Linked DNA regions of Mus musculus: region 2 is linked to region 1. A link is a contact called in public HiChIP or PLAC-seq data. All regions are on one chromosome and are shown on one strand. The core of a region is the stretch at or near the end of the contact, and the rest is flanking DNA. Distances in the headings are between cores, read along the strand shown. Region 1 has its middle 13 kb from the start of Gm41577. Region 2 has its middle 21 kb from the start of 4833427F10Rik.

Region 1 (6,681 bases), core at 2,313-4,812:
AGTGGTCAACCTGCTCTTGGTTTTTGCTTTTGTTTGTGTTTTGTTCCGTACTCCTTATACTGCCCTGCTGGCTGGCTTCCTGTTATGGCAGGCCTAACTCCTGACTCCTCTGTGTGGCATCCTTAGCGCTGTGTTAACCCCACCGTTTTTCCTGTGCTACGCTTTCTAGCTCCACAATCTTTCTGACCCTCGTTGGCCGCGCCCTGGCTTGTAGTTGCAGCCTGTATTCTTGGATTCTTGTTTCTTTCCCCAAATTCTTCATGGTCCACCTGTCTCCTGCCTGTGAGCAGCCCCACCTCTGAGCCAAGTTTCTAGCCTCCCTCTGGGGCAGGACAATTGAAAAGCCTTGGGCACAGCCTGCCACTCATCTGTCTATAAACCTGTCTCTTTGCCCACACGGTGACCTGCAGGTCATCCCTGGAGCCTTCCCCGCCCTGTGTGTCCCGTCTCCCCATCTTCTTGGGACCTTCTCAGGCTCCAAGCAGGCTCTTTGTACATTTAATGCAAGGATGAAGGAAGGATGGAGGTCTTAAAATAAAGGTATGGCTGAAGAGGAGAGAGCTCTGTGACGAATCAGGTAGCTGAGCAATGAATCACTGCTTCAGGATATCATTTTATAAAACCCTTTACATTGTTCTTATTTTAACGCGGTAAAATTTACAACACTGTAATGTACAGATCTTTTTTTCCCCCCCTGTGGTTTTTCGAGACAGGGTTTCTCTGTGTAGCCCTGGCTGTCCTGCTGGAACTCACTTTGTAGACCAGGCTGGCCTCGAACTCAGAAATCTGCCTGCCTCTGCCTCCCGAGTGCTGGGATTATAGGCATGTGCCACCATGCCCGGATGTTGTTTTCTTCTTCTTCTTCTTCTTCTTCTTCTTCTTCTTCTTCTTCTTCTTCTTCTTCTTCTTCTTCTTCTTCTTCTTGTACAGATCTTAAATATTCATAAATCTTATGGTTTTTAAACATTGAATTTATTTTTATTTATTTATTTTTATTTTGTTTTTTTTAAAGATTTGTTTATTTATTTTATGCATATGAGTACACCATTGCTCTCTTCAGACACACCAGAAGAGGGCATCGGATCCCATTACAGATGGTCGTGAGCCACCATGTGGTTGCTGGGAATTGAACTTAGAACCTCTGGAAGAGCAGTCAGTGCTCTTAACCGCTGAGCCATCTCTCCAGTCCCTATTTTTATTTTATGTGTATGGACATTTTACACGTATGTGAGGGCCCCATGTGCACGTGTTGCTTGCAGGTCAGGAGAGGGCATCAGAGTGCCTGGGACTGGAATTACAGATGGTTATGAGCAGCTATGCATTGCTGGGAGCCAAACCAGGGTCCTCAGAAAGAGCAACATTCTTAACCACGGATCTGTCTCTTTAGCCCAATCTTGACACATTTTTAGCTGTGCCAGTAAGAGCACAGCCAACATATCAACTGTTTCCGGTACCAAGGAAGCTTCCTTTTCTACAACTCCATTCTCAGGAGACCCAGTCACCGTAAGTCAGTCTTACCTGTGTTGTCTTTTTGCTTTTCTGTGTGTATTCGTTTGTTTATTTTTGAGGCAGAGTCTCTCTCTGTAGTACTGGCAGTCCTGGAACTCACAGAGACCCACCTGCCTCTACCTCTGGAGTGTTGGGATTAAAGTTATGCGCTACCATGGCCAGGTTCATTTCATTTTCTTTTTTTCTTCCTTCTTCCTGGCCTCCTTCCTCCCTTGAGTACTAGAGATTAAATATACGTGCTAGACAGCCTGTATATATTACTAAGCCATACTCCTAGCTCTTTAAAAGATACTTGTGTGCGCATGCATACAGGTGTTCATGTGTGCGAGCAAATGTGGGAATGGAGCACGTGTGTATATGTGTGTGAGAGCACATGTGTATGTGTGTGTGTATATATATGAGTGAAAACGTGTGTGAGCACGTGTGTGTAGTACCTGTGTGTAAATATATATATATATATGTGTGTGTGTGTGTGTGTATGTGTGTATATATATGTATATGTGTGTGTGTGTGTAAGCACATGTGAGTGTGAGCAAACGTGTGTGGTACATATGAATATATATGTATGTGTGTGTATAAGCACATGTGTATGAGCATGTGTGTAGCACATGTATGTGTGTGTGAGCATGTGTGTGGACATATGTACATGGAGCATGTGTATGTGTGTGAACACATATGTGTGAGCATGTGTGTATGTGTGTATGTATGTATGTGTAGGCACATGTGTGTATGTGTGTGTGTGTGAGCCAGAGGTGACATCTAGCATCTTCCTGTATTGGTTTCACTTAACTTATTTATTTTATTTTATTTTTTTATGTGAACTGGTGTTTTACCTGCATGTATATCTGTGTGAGGGTGTTGGATCATGGAATTGGAGTTACAGATAGCTTTGAGCTGCCATGTGGGTGCTGGAAATTGAACCTGGGTCCTTTGGAAGAGCAGCCAGTGCTCTTAACCACTGATCTATCTCTCCAGCCCCTCCTCCTTACTTTTGAGACATGGTCTCTCATTTATCTTTGAGCTTGCTGATTGGCTGTCTGGCTAGCCAGCAAGCCCAGGGATCCACCTCTCCAACTCCCCAGGAAAGATGCACTCGATGCCCAGCCTTTTAAATTTTTATTTTTTTTTTTAGTGTGGGAGTTTTAGACGCAGGTCCTCATGCTCGTACAACAAGCACTTTACTCCATAGCCATCACCCCAGACACTAAATTTATTTTTTGTTTTGAGACAAGGCTCAGCAAATTGCTGATACTGGTCTTAAATCTTCCTGCCTCAGCCTCTCGGTAGCCCGGATCAAAGGTCTTCATGACCAATCCCAGCTTCCGTTCTTGAATTTTATGAGAGCCCTATTTTCTACTGACAATGCTGTTCACATTACACGGCTCCTATTCTGTCGATATCACTGTGAACTGTGCACAGAGAAACAACTCAGGTCCTGAGATTCTGGTCAAGCCCCAGGCTGAGAGAACCTAGGGGCAGAGGAGACTTGGCAGCTTTGTGGGCAAGCCAGGCGACCTGGAAGCCCTGAGGAAGAACACTGGCCCAGCCTCTGGAGAGATCTCATGGTGACCTTGTCAGAGGGCTGCTTCTTAGGGCCTGTTGAGCACCAGGTTCAAGAACAAAAGTGCAGGCCATGCCTGAAGGTGCAGTTCTCTCTGCAGGACAAGGCTGGTTAGAGACAGGTGGTGTTACCTGCACTCAGTCCTGGAACTGACTGTTGAGAGAGGATGTGGCCTGAACCGGGGCAGCCCCATCATCAGCAAGACACATCCATACATCCATAGTCCCCCACAACCCCAACCCTGGTCTGTCTCACAGAAACTGTGTCTCACTCACTGCACAGCACAAACCTGAAGTCCACACCTGCTCCCCCCCCCCCAACTTCACTCAAGGGATTTGGGGACTGGGAGAATTCTGGGAAGGGTGTCTCCTGGCTTCATGGTTAGCCTCAACTGTCAACTTGACACACCTGTGAGGGAAACCTCAATGGAGGAATTGCCTAGATTGGGTTTGCCTGTGGGCGCATCTGTGGGAGGTCTCTGTGATAGCTAACTTATGCAGAATGGCCCAGCCCACCGTGGATAGCTGGAATGTGGGTGTGGGCAGATAGTCCTGGCTGTGTAAGAAAGCTAACAAAAGAAAAGAAAGAAAGAAAGAAAGAGAGAGAGAGAGAGAGAGAGAGAGAGAGAGAGAGAGAGAGAGAGAAAGAAAGAAAGAAAGAAAGCGAGCAAGCTAACTAAGCAGGAGAGCAGGAGAGAGTGAGCCGGCAAGCAACTTCCCCATGGTTCCTGCCTCCGGGCTCCTGCGAGCTTCTGCCCTGGAGATAAATGTAAGCCAAACAAACCCTCCCTCCTCCAACCCTTGCTTGCCCCCCACCCCCCCACAACCCAAGGTGCTTTCAGTACAAAATTTATCACAGCAACAGTGAGCAAACTGTAACACTGGGGTGTGGCACCTTCCTCCGTGATGTGTCATGTGATGTGCCCATACTTGGGCTCCGATGGGGATTAGGTTCATTTATTTTGTTTAATCACACAGTCACAGCCTACACTCCTCTTTTTCCTGGTGGGCAGCCAAGTGGGAGGGAGGCTGCTTGGTTGCCATGGAGACAGGGGAACCTGCCCCTCTGGGTACCCCCAGGTCACCTTTTGGGATGCTCAGGTACAGTATCTCCCAGTCAGCTCCACGGTTGCAGGAGGACTCTGGTCTCTGCAGTCGAGTCCAGTGGCACTTGGCTGGTGATAGGCTTGAGGGTGCAGCCCGTGGCTGGGGCTGTGGGGGTGGTTCAGGTTTGGTGTGAGGCTTCTCAGGCAAGGGCAACACCTCAGGGGCGTGTCCCCCCTTCCCATCCCTTCATCCTCTGCACTCTTAGCCCTGTGGGAGCTCACCCCTAAGGGGGTCTTCTACCCTGATCCCCCTCTTTAGCATCTTCTGGATAGCACCTAGCTTCTCCAATGTTCTGTCTTGCTAGTTCTAGCCCGCCATTTCTGTGTAACTCTTCCTCAGTCCCTCTTGTTACCCGTGCAGACAGCCTCTGCTCTCCAGCCCTCTGTCTTCATTTGCCTGAACTCCTGGTTAGGAAAAAAGATTTGTAGACTCTGTAGATACTCAACAAGAGAGGCTACAAGCCCTGCAGCAAGAATCAAAGCCACAGCCACAGCCACGGCCGAGGCCACAACCATGGAGACCATTGCAGTTAGGGTGACTTCCCATGGCCTCAGCTGGCCTGGTTAGGCTCTCCCTTTGCTTCCTGCAGTGGGTGGCCTTGTGCTGGTGACGCTGGGGTTGTAGCTACTATGATGTTGATGTTGGAGGCTGTGGTCACTATGCTGGATCCACAGGTCCCAGGAGCTGCCACAGGTGGCTCCAGGGAGATTTGCTGTGGGTTCTCCAGGGTCAGAGCTTGTGATGCTCTGACAGGAGCCTGGAGTGGGGTTGGGGAGAGAGAGTGGCTGGTCATTTCCATTGCAGGGTTAGCTTAGTTTAGCAGCTACTAACATACTTATATTAATTAGTATATTATATTACCTATGGGACAATATCATTATTGCCACTATTAGTATATTACACTAATATACTAATAATATTTTATCATATTATTTATTACATTAGTATATTATACTACTTATAACGACAATAATGATAGCCAGTCACTTACTGGGTCTATGTTCCAAGCATTGTGCAAAGTGCCGCCCACATAGGAATCAATGCCGAAAATCCGTACAGTGTCTCCATGAGATAGGATCTGTTATCTTCCAAATTTTAGAGACAAGGAGACTGAAAGTAAGCAAATAAAGCAACTGGTTCCTGGCAGACAGTGGTGGGGCAGGCTTAATTCAAAGAAGTCTGACTCCAGAGCCAGCTCTCAGCCGTAACTACCATACACCTGCGTGCAGGAGGCAGTGGCTTGTGGTCACAGTGGGGCAGTTCTGTTGATACTCCGGTCTTTTGCAAGGTTTCACAGATATAGTGCATGAAGAGAAAGTGGAGGGCCCAGAATGCACACAGCAACCTTCCAAATGGCGTTGTATCCCTCTAGAGAAGATAGCCAAAAGGAAGCAGGTTGGGGGAGACAGAAACACGTACTTTACCTCTATCAGGTAATACTTATGCACACAAGTTTGAGACTCACCAGTCCAAGGAGCCCTCAGTGGCCTTGGCACAGTCCAGCAAAACCCAGCAGGTGGAGCCTAAGTTTAATGTCCTCCGGCTACCACGGTCGGTCAGTTAGAGTCAAGGCACAGCCTTCTTCTCGTCCACCTCATGCCTGCTTTCTGCCCTCTTCTGATTCCCCGCCCCCGGTAGGACCAAATGTTACCCATGATCCCCTGGGACACGGGTGCCCTGCCCAGACATTCTGCATGTATTCTTTCCTTACTGTCATCTGACTATCATAAAGAACGCAAAGGTTTGTTTAGAGGAAGCATCTTACAAGCTCATAGCGGCGTCTGCAATTAGGGTTAGGGTCAGAGTTAGGGAGAAAGTAGGTGAGAGCTGAAGGAAGGAAGGAGGTGGTCTCTTTGTAAGTCAAAACCATGGCGAGAGGATTTCAGAAAAAATTAAAGCCACGTGAACCTGGAGGACCACGAAATGTGTAGCTATCGGCCGTGCGACTGCTGTTGGAGACTGCAGGAGCAGACCCTGCCTATGATGTGTGGCCAGACGCTGACTTTATTTCCCCTCCCAACTCCAATGCATCTGTATCAGAGATTGGTTTATTATAAAGGGAATTGGCCAGACTCCTGGCAGAGGGGCTTGGGCCTAGAAGCAGAATGGGGGACAGAGGATGGATCAGGTTGCAGAGAACAGCACAGACCGCATTGTGAAAGGGCTATACTGTGGGAGTTTTAACTTTATATCACGTGTGACTGAGTAAGCTGTGGCCGTGCCCGTCGGGAATCTGGCTTCTTGGCAGAGGAAGGACCTTAGAGCATTTAGGTGTGTGCATGAACCAGTATGTGTGCACAGGCCATGAGATGGGAGGATGCTAACAGTCACATAACTGATATTTCATGAGTGACTACTATCTGTTGTCATTAACTTTTAGTGGACAAGATAGAAAAATATGGGCTGGAGAGATGGCTCACGGGGTAAGAGCACTGACTGCTCTTCCTAAGGAACTGAGTTCAAATCCCAGCAACCACATGGTGGCTCACAACCACCCATAATGAG
Region 2 (6,842 bases), core at 2,633-5,132, 150 kb after region 1:
GACAGACCCTAAGAGAGAGAGAGAGAGAGAGAGAGAGAGAGAGAGAGAGAGAGAGGGAGGAGAACTGAACAGCAATAAGAGGCACTGGTAAGAGAGTATGAGGTTAGGGGTTTTTGTTTCTTTGATGGGTTTGTTGGGTTTGTTTGTTTTGTCAAGACAGGGTTACATTGTGAGATTTAGTCTGGACTCAGACTTGAAACATTCCTCCTGCTCAGTCTTCTCAAATTGCTGGGGTTAGGGGGTGCACAGAGCTAGAGTTCTTTTGTTGTTGTTTTTTGTTTTTGTTTTTGTTTTTGTTTTTGTTTTTGTTTTTTGAGACAGGGTTTCTCTGTATAGCCCTGGCTGTCCTGGAACTCACTTTGTAGACTAGGCTGGCCTCGAACTCAGAAATCCACCTGCTTCTGCTTCCCAAGTGCTGGGATTAAAGGCATGCGCCATCACCACCCGGCAGAGAGCTAGAATTCTTAACACATAATGCTATGAAGGAATTAAATCCTCCAATTTACAAAGAGAAAACAAGAATACCAAAATGCTGTGTAATCTTCTGTGAGAAGGTACAGGGCTTGAGAGAGAGAAGGAAGCAATGTAGGGGTTTCATGTGTGTGCATTTTGGATCTGGGAAGAAATTTGGGGGAGCAGCCTGAGAGTCAAGGACAGATTAAACTCTGTGTACATCCACCCTCTTCTGCACCAAGCAAACTTACACAGAGAAAGGTTGGGCTAGTTAACCCTGTACTTGATATATTTTTTAAAAGGTTTATACACACACACACACTTGTACACCATTTGCAAACCACACCTTCTAAGGCTAGAGGCCGGTATCAGATCTAGTTATAGACAGATTCAGAGCTACAATATGGGTGTTGGGAACTGAGCCCGGTCCTCTTCAAGAGCAGCAAGTGTTCTTAACTGCTATACTGTCTCTCCAGCTCCTAATACCTGACTTCTTTTTATAACAAAATCTCAATGCAAAACCAGAAGTGAAAGCGTACTTGTAATCCCAGCCTTCGGAGGGGGAAGTAGGAGGATCAGGAGTTCAAGGTCAACTTCGGGTACATAGTGAGTTCAAGAACCCTTTGGGTCATGAAAGGCAAATGAAAATAGGCTGATAAAGCTCCTTAAAGAGTCACTAAGGGTCCAACCCTCTGCTTGACATCTTCACACTGCTTTGTGTGCCATGGGTACAAGGTGTAACCTCCACTTCTGGACCACCTCAGGTACAAGAGGCCCGAGGAAGTAGCATTTCCGGGGAGAGAGGGTGACGACATGTCGTGAGAGGCAGAATCGACCACTCTGCCAGAGTGCATCAAGATGAGCTGCCAAGAGAGATGGAGGAGGTTGCTGAGAAATACCTCTTCGAGCTGAGGAGGCAGCAAAACTGCAAACCTCGCCTGGAAGAGCAGCCACAGGCAGCGACTTGTTCTGTTGTTCCCCGTGGGTGTCAGCTGATGACTGATAGGGAAAAGAGTGGGTTGTTTCATCACCTCAGGTCATGAGACAACACTGCAGGGACTCAACCCATTCCTTCCATAATGCCAACCTGAGTGCTTTTTACGGTCCACACATTGGCAAACCACATTCAATATGATGACTCTCCCTAAGGGAACAATGCCTGGGGCCGAGTTAGATGTGGGTGCAGGGTGGAAAGCTTTAACCTGGAATAGGATGAGGGTGTGGGAGGTTAGGGGAAGGATGTGTGAAGAGGAAGCATAGAAAACTACTACTTTATAAGCTCATTAAAAAGTATCAGGAGAGATACCCAATATCGGTGCCCGATGATCTCACAGCTATAGTATGTTAAGTCAAAAAACCCACTTCTGGGTGTAGAATACTTTTTTATGGATTGTTGATCAGAGAACACCCAGGAGTCCCCATTATAACTTCGGCTACTGTCATGGCTCTTGGTTGCCCATCAGAGCTAGAGAGTAAGACTTTTCTGCTGAAGACACCTCACACTCTGAATATAAGACAGACAGACAGACAGACAGACAGACACACACACACACAGAATCAAACTGGAACTAAGCTGGAAGCTTCCTCCTGCTGCCTAGCGTTCACAGCACCAGATGGTGCTATGCATGCTGTTGGGAAGAAAAATCAATACACTTAGCCATCTGTGGACACTACAGGCCACAGTGTGGACCCACCGGGCTAGATGTTACCAAGGATTGCCTTAGTAGTGTAACTGTTCTGGGAACAGCCACTCTCTACTTGGATTCCACAAGAAGATATAAACCTCTAGCATTGTAAACCCGGTTAAAACCCTATGGACTGGGGAGATTGCAGGCTCCAAGAGAGAATCTACTACAGATGTTTTGCTAATATACCGTGTAGTAAAACTGCCTTCTAAATATTTGTGCTTACTCTAAATAGGCTAGTTGAGTGCTCAGCCTTAACCAGAGAAGTCTTTTCCAGGAGTTAGAGACCCATTACTAGGCCAGCTAAGCCTAGTGCTGAGAGTAAGGGGTTGTTGGATAGTTTGCCCCAAACGAACATAGCGAGAGAGAAGATGCAAAGACCACAAAGGATGCTGCGGGCCTTGGTGTTCTGCATATGGCATGGCCATTGTAACCATGAGCACACAGCAGCTGACTGCCTTATTACTCACATGTGCCGGCACACAAGACACAAGGGGAAGAGGAGGACTAGGAAGAAGGAAGGGATCAGCAGGAGGAGGGAGGAGATGAGAGGTTATGAGGTGAATATGATCACAGTATAGTCACAATACACATCTATAATGTTCATCTATGAAGCTGTTAATTAAAAAATCAATACTTCCCTCTTTATTTTGCCACTATGCTATCTATCGCATACTTTCCTTAAATGCTTATTTTATAGGTTTTTATAACTTATTTTTGATGAGATATGTATTTGTGATGGGGGTGGATAGAGGTGCCATGGTGCTTGTGTGTAGAGATCAGAAGACAACTTTAGAGAGTCTCCTCCTCCTCCTCCTCCTCCTCCTCCTCCTTCTTCTTCTTCCTCTTCCTTGTTTTCTTTTTCCTCCTCTTCTCCTCCTCCTCCTTCTCCCTCTCATTCTTCTTTTCCTTCTTCTTCCTCCTCCTCCTCTCCTTCATCCCCTTTTCTTCCCCCCTCCTCCTCTCCTCTCCTTCCTCTTCTTCTTTGTGGTGCCTCAGTTTGAACAAAAGTGCTCACATAGGAGCAGCACTACTTGAAAGGATTGAGACACGTGGCCTTATTGGAGGAAGTGTGTCCTTGAGGGTGGGCTTTGACGCTTCAGAAGCTCCAGCCAGGCCCAGTGGCTCTCTCTCTCTCTCCCTCCCTTCATGCTGCTTGATGATCCAGATATATGACTCTCAGCTCCTCTCCAGTGCCATGTCTGCCTGTGGAGGGTCAGGCATTCAAGGCCAGTCCTGGCTGTATAGTAGTTTGAAGTCAGCCTGAGCTACAACAGACTTGATCTCAAAAGCACCACAACCAAACCCAATAGATAGGGGCTGGAGAGATGGCTCAGCGGTTAAGAGCATCACCTGCTCTTCCAGAGGTCCCGAGTTCAAGTCCCAGCAGCCACGTGGTAGCTCACAACCCTCTGTAATGGTGGTCTGATGGCCTCTTCTGGTGTGTCTGAAAAGAGCAATGGTCTACTCATATACATAAAATAAATGAGTAAATGTTTATTTAAAAAAACCAATAGATAATAAAAAATAATAACTCAATGACTTGTGGGAATCCTCCTGTCTCTACTTTCCATAGAGATTGTGAAGATTACAGGAGGGACCATCATGCTCTACTGGGCTGCTGCAGGGTGTAGCTAAGGGACTGAGCCCCTGCCTGTCATGCGTGAGGCTCTAGAGGGACAGAGACAGTAACACACAATAGAGTGTTCCTGCTGACACAGGCAGCTGGCACACACGCCCAAGCTTGGCAACAAGGAGCCCCTTTCACGATTTTATGTGAGTTAGAAAGAGCGGCTTCTTCCTTCCTTCCTCTGGGCAGGCAGCCCATGACCTAACCACACTGGTTAGCATTCAGCCCTGTTTACCAGACTTTGTTGGAGTTTGTGGGCAGGGTGGTACTGGTCCAACCTTCCTGGTGGCCCGGGTTATCTGTTGGGTCACATTTGAAACATGAAAGCATTTTCAGTTAGGGATGAGGGCTTTGGAAAAGAGGAGGAAGGGGCGTGGACAATCTTCTTCTCTGTGGCCTTCCTGTGATGTGTGGGCACAGGTCCACATTGCAGGATCACCCACAGCAGGGAGCCTCCAAGTGTTTCAGTAACAATTGTGCTTCCTAAAAATCGGCCAGTTGGCAAGCAGGGGGCTGGGGGTGGGGACTGGGACAGGGACTCTTACTACTCACAGTTCCTGAATTATATGCAAATCGCACCTTGGAAAACCCAACAAATAAACAGGAAACGTGGAGTTAAGTAACAAGAGGTTGATGGACTTCGAGGAAGTTTATGTGACCCCTACCCAACCCCACCCCCACCCGCGCAAAAAAAAAAAAAAAAATTGGCTGCAAAGCCTAGGTTCTGTGAGGGTAGCTCCCTTGTGATCTTGAGCAGGGAGCAAGCCTTCAGGGAGGTCAAGGCGGTGGGGAGAGGGATGGGGCTGGAGAGGACTGCAGATGTGGCATCCTTCTTCCCCACAGCCCAGCCCCGCTTCCTTTGTGTGTGTATATGTGTGTGGTGTGTGTGGGCGTGTGGATGTGTTCCTGATTGTGAGCACACGTGTGCATGCAGGTGCCTGTGCACGTGTGTGTGGAGGCCAGAGGTCGCTGTCAGGTGTCTTCCCTCAACCACTTCACCATCTTATATTTGACCCAGGGCTTCTCACCGCACCTGGAGATTTCAGGCATCCATGGCTACACCTTTAGATAAAGAGATGAGAGATGGGTAGGAAAATGAACTTTGTCTTCTAGAGGGGGGGGGGAAACCTCTTCAAGCTAAGAGATAATTCAGACTTTCTTTATATAATAGAGAGGCATAGAGAGACCCTCATCGGAGAGACCACCAGCCCAGCTTCTCTCACTACCAGCAGTGAGAACTGGGCTCCCTGAAGACAAACAACCAGAATTCGGGATTGTTATTTAATTTACAAAAATGTATGTGTATGGGTGTTTTCTCTGCATGTGTGGCTGTGTACCTCCTCCTTACAGTGTTTGTGGAGACCAGAAGGAGGTGGTGTTAGAGCCCCTAGAACTGGAGTTAAAGACAATTGGGAGCCACCATACGCGTACTGGGATCTGAACCTGGGTCAGGAAGAACAGCCAATGAGTGTGCGTCACCTCTGAGACATCTCTCCAGTTCTGCTGTTGGAAGGGCTGAAGAGATGGTTCAGGGGTGTGGGGTTTGAATATGCTTGGTCCAAGGAGTGGCCCTATTAGAAGGCCTTTTTGGAGGAGGTGTGACCTTGTTGGAGTAGGTGTGGCCTTGTGCCAGTTTGAGGGTGGGGCTTTGATACTCCTCCTAGCAGCCTGAAGACAGCCTTCTTCTAGTTGCCTTTGGACCAATAAGTAGAACTCTCAGCTTCTTCAGCATCATGTCTGCCCGCACACTAACATGCTTCCTGCCATGACGATAATGGACCGAACCTCCGAAATTGTAAGCCAGCCCCAATTAAATGTTGTCCTTTAGAAGAGTTGCTTTGGTCATAGTGTCTCTTCACAGCTCTGGAAACCCTAAGTAGGACAAGGGGTTAAACGTATGTGTTCCCCTTGCAGAAGACCCAAATTCAATTCCAGCACCTGACTGACTGTAACTTCAGCTCCAGAGGATCCTACACTCTCTTCTGGCCTCCTCAAGCACCTGCATGTGTGTGTGCGCACACACACACACACACATAATAATAAAATACATTAAAACATAAGCTGTCCCAAAGGAGAGAAGAACAAGGACCTAGGTAAGAACATGGGAGAAGGCAGCACCCAAAGAAACGCTGGGCATGGTGGCATGTGTCTGAGATCCCAACACTCAGGAGGCTCATGGAGCTGGAGGATTGCTTTTCAGTTTAAGGACAGCCTTAATTACATAGTGGAATCCTGGAAAAGAGGTGGGAGAGGGGAGGGACAGAGATGTTAGTATGAAAAAAGAAAAATACAGATAGAAAAAATGTTGATGTCGGGGGGCGGGGGGGCTGGTGAGATGGCTCAGTGGGTAAGAGCACCCGACTGCTCTTCCGAAGGTCCAGAGTTCAAATCCCAGCAACCACATGGTGACTCACAACCATCCATAAGGAGATCTGACTGAGTATCTGAAGACAGCTACAGTGTACTTACATATAATAAATAAATAAATCTTAAAAAAATAAGAAAAATGTTGATGTCTGTGATTGGAAATATTTGGAGGGAGCGAGGAGAAGCAGTGGGGGAAATAAGGTGAAAAAGGAAGATTTCTGACAGGGTGGGAAGTGAAGTTATTGCAGGTAAACAACAGATGGGAGTTGAGTCGTTCACCCAAAAGTGGGGCTGCAGATACCTGGAGGGAGAGACATGGGGTCCTCAGGCTCTGAGTGTCACTTTGCCTCTCCATGGTGGACTAACTCAGGCCCTAATTGGCTAAAGCTACAGGAAGTCTAGGACCCTGACCTAGGAAGTACTTCCACTCACCTCTTCCTTTTTCCTCTCACGTTCCCTTGTTGTACAAGCTGACACTGGACTGGGAGTCAACTCAGCTTCAGTGAAAGCTTGAAGTGTTTTAGTCCAATCAAGAAATGCAGCTGTGCCGGAAGGGGATGGACTGCACACTTTGTTACCAGGAAACCGTCCATACTCTCATCAGAGCCCAGGAAACACATCTCTAGACAGTTCTTAACCATTCTTTGAGGAAAACACAATTTATCTTCATTGTGCTCAGCAGTGGATGCCTCTCAGACCTACTCTGC

The links. HiChIP or PLAC-seq counts read pairs in DNA pulled down with a chosen protein or histone mark.
Region 2: a FOXA1 HiChIP or PLAC-seq map of pancreatic cancer cells shows a contact between it and region 1. The contact joins two enhancer-like sites. A contact is called at or near these places in 1 of 39 promoter capture datasets (cranial neural crest), 4 of 115 datasets of contacts at active chromatin or transcription factors (embryonic basal ganglia, embryonic stem cells, memory CD8 T cells and 1 more) and 3 of 9 other capture datasets (adipose tissue, liver and pancreatic islet).

Annotation. Positions count from the first base shown.
Region 1 is chr17:35,597,944-35,604,624 of GRCm38.p6, forward strand. No RefSeq gene overlaps it. Among named protein-coding and RNA genes, the nearest start is that of Gm41577, 13 kb to the left of the region's middle. Within about 2 kb of position 3,563, at least 32 of the 459 cell types and tissues checked have an H3K27ac peak or open chromatin away from gene starts, as enhancers often do. A contact at or near this core is called in pancreatic cancer cells, where this site is marked.
Region 2 is chr17:35,748,484-35,755,325 of GRCm38.p6, forward strand. No RefSeq gene overlaps it. Among named protein-coding and RNA genes, the nearest start is that of 4833427F10Rik, 21 kb to the right of the region's middle. Within about 2 kb of position 3,883, at least 117 of the 459 cell types and tissues checked have an H3K27ac peak or open chromatin away from gene starts, as enhancers often do. A contact at or near this core is called in pancreatic cancer cells, where this site is marked.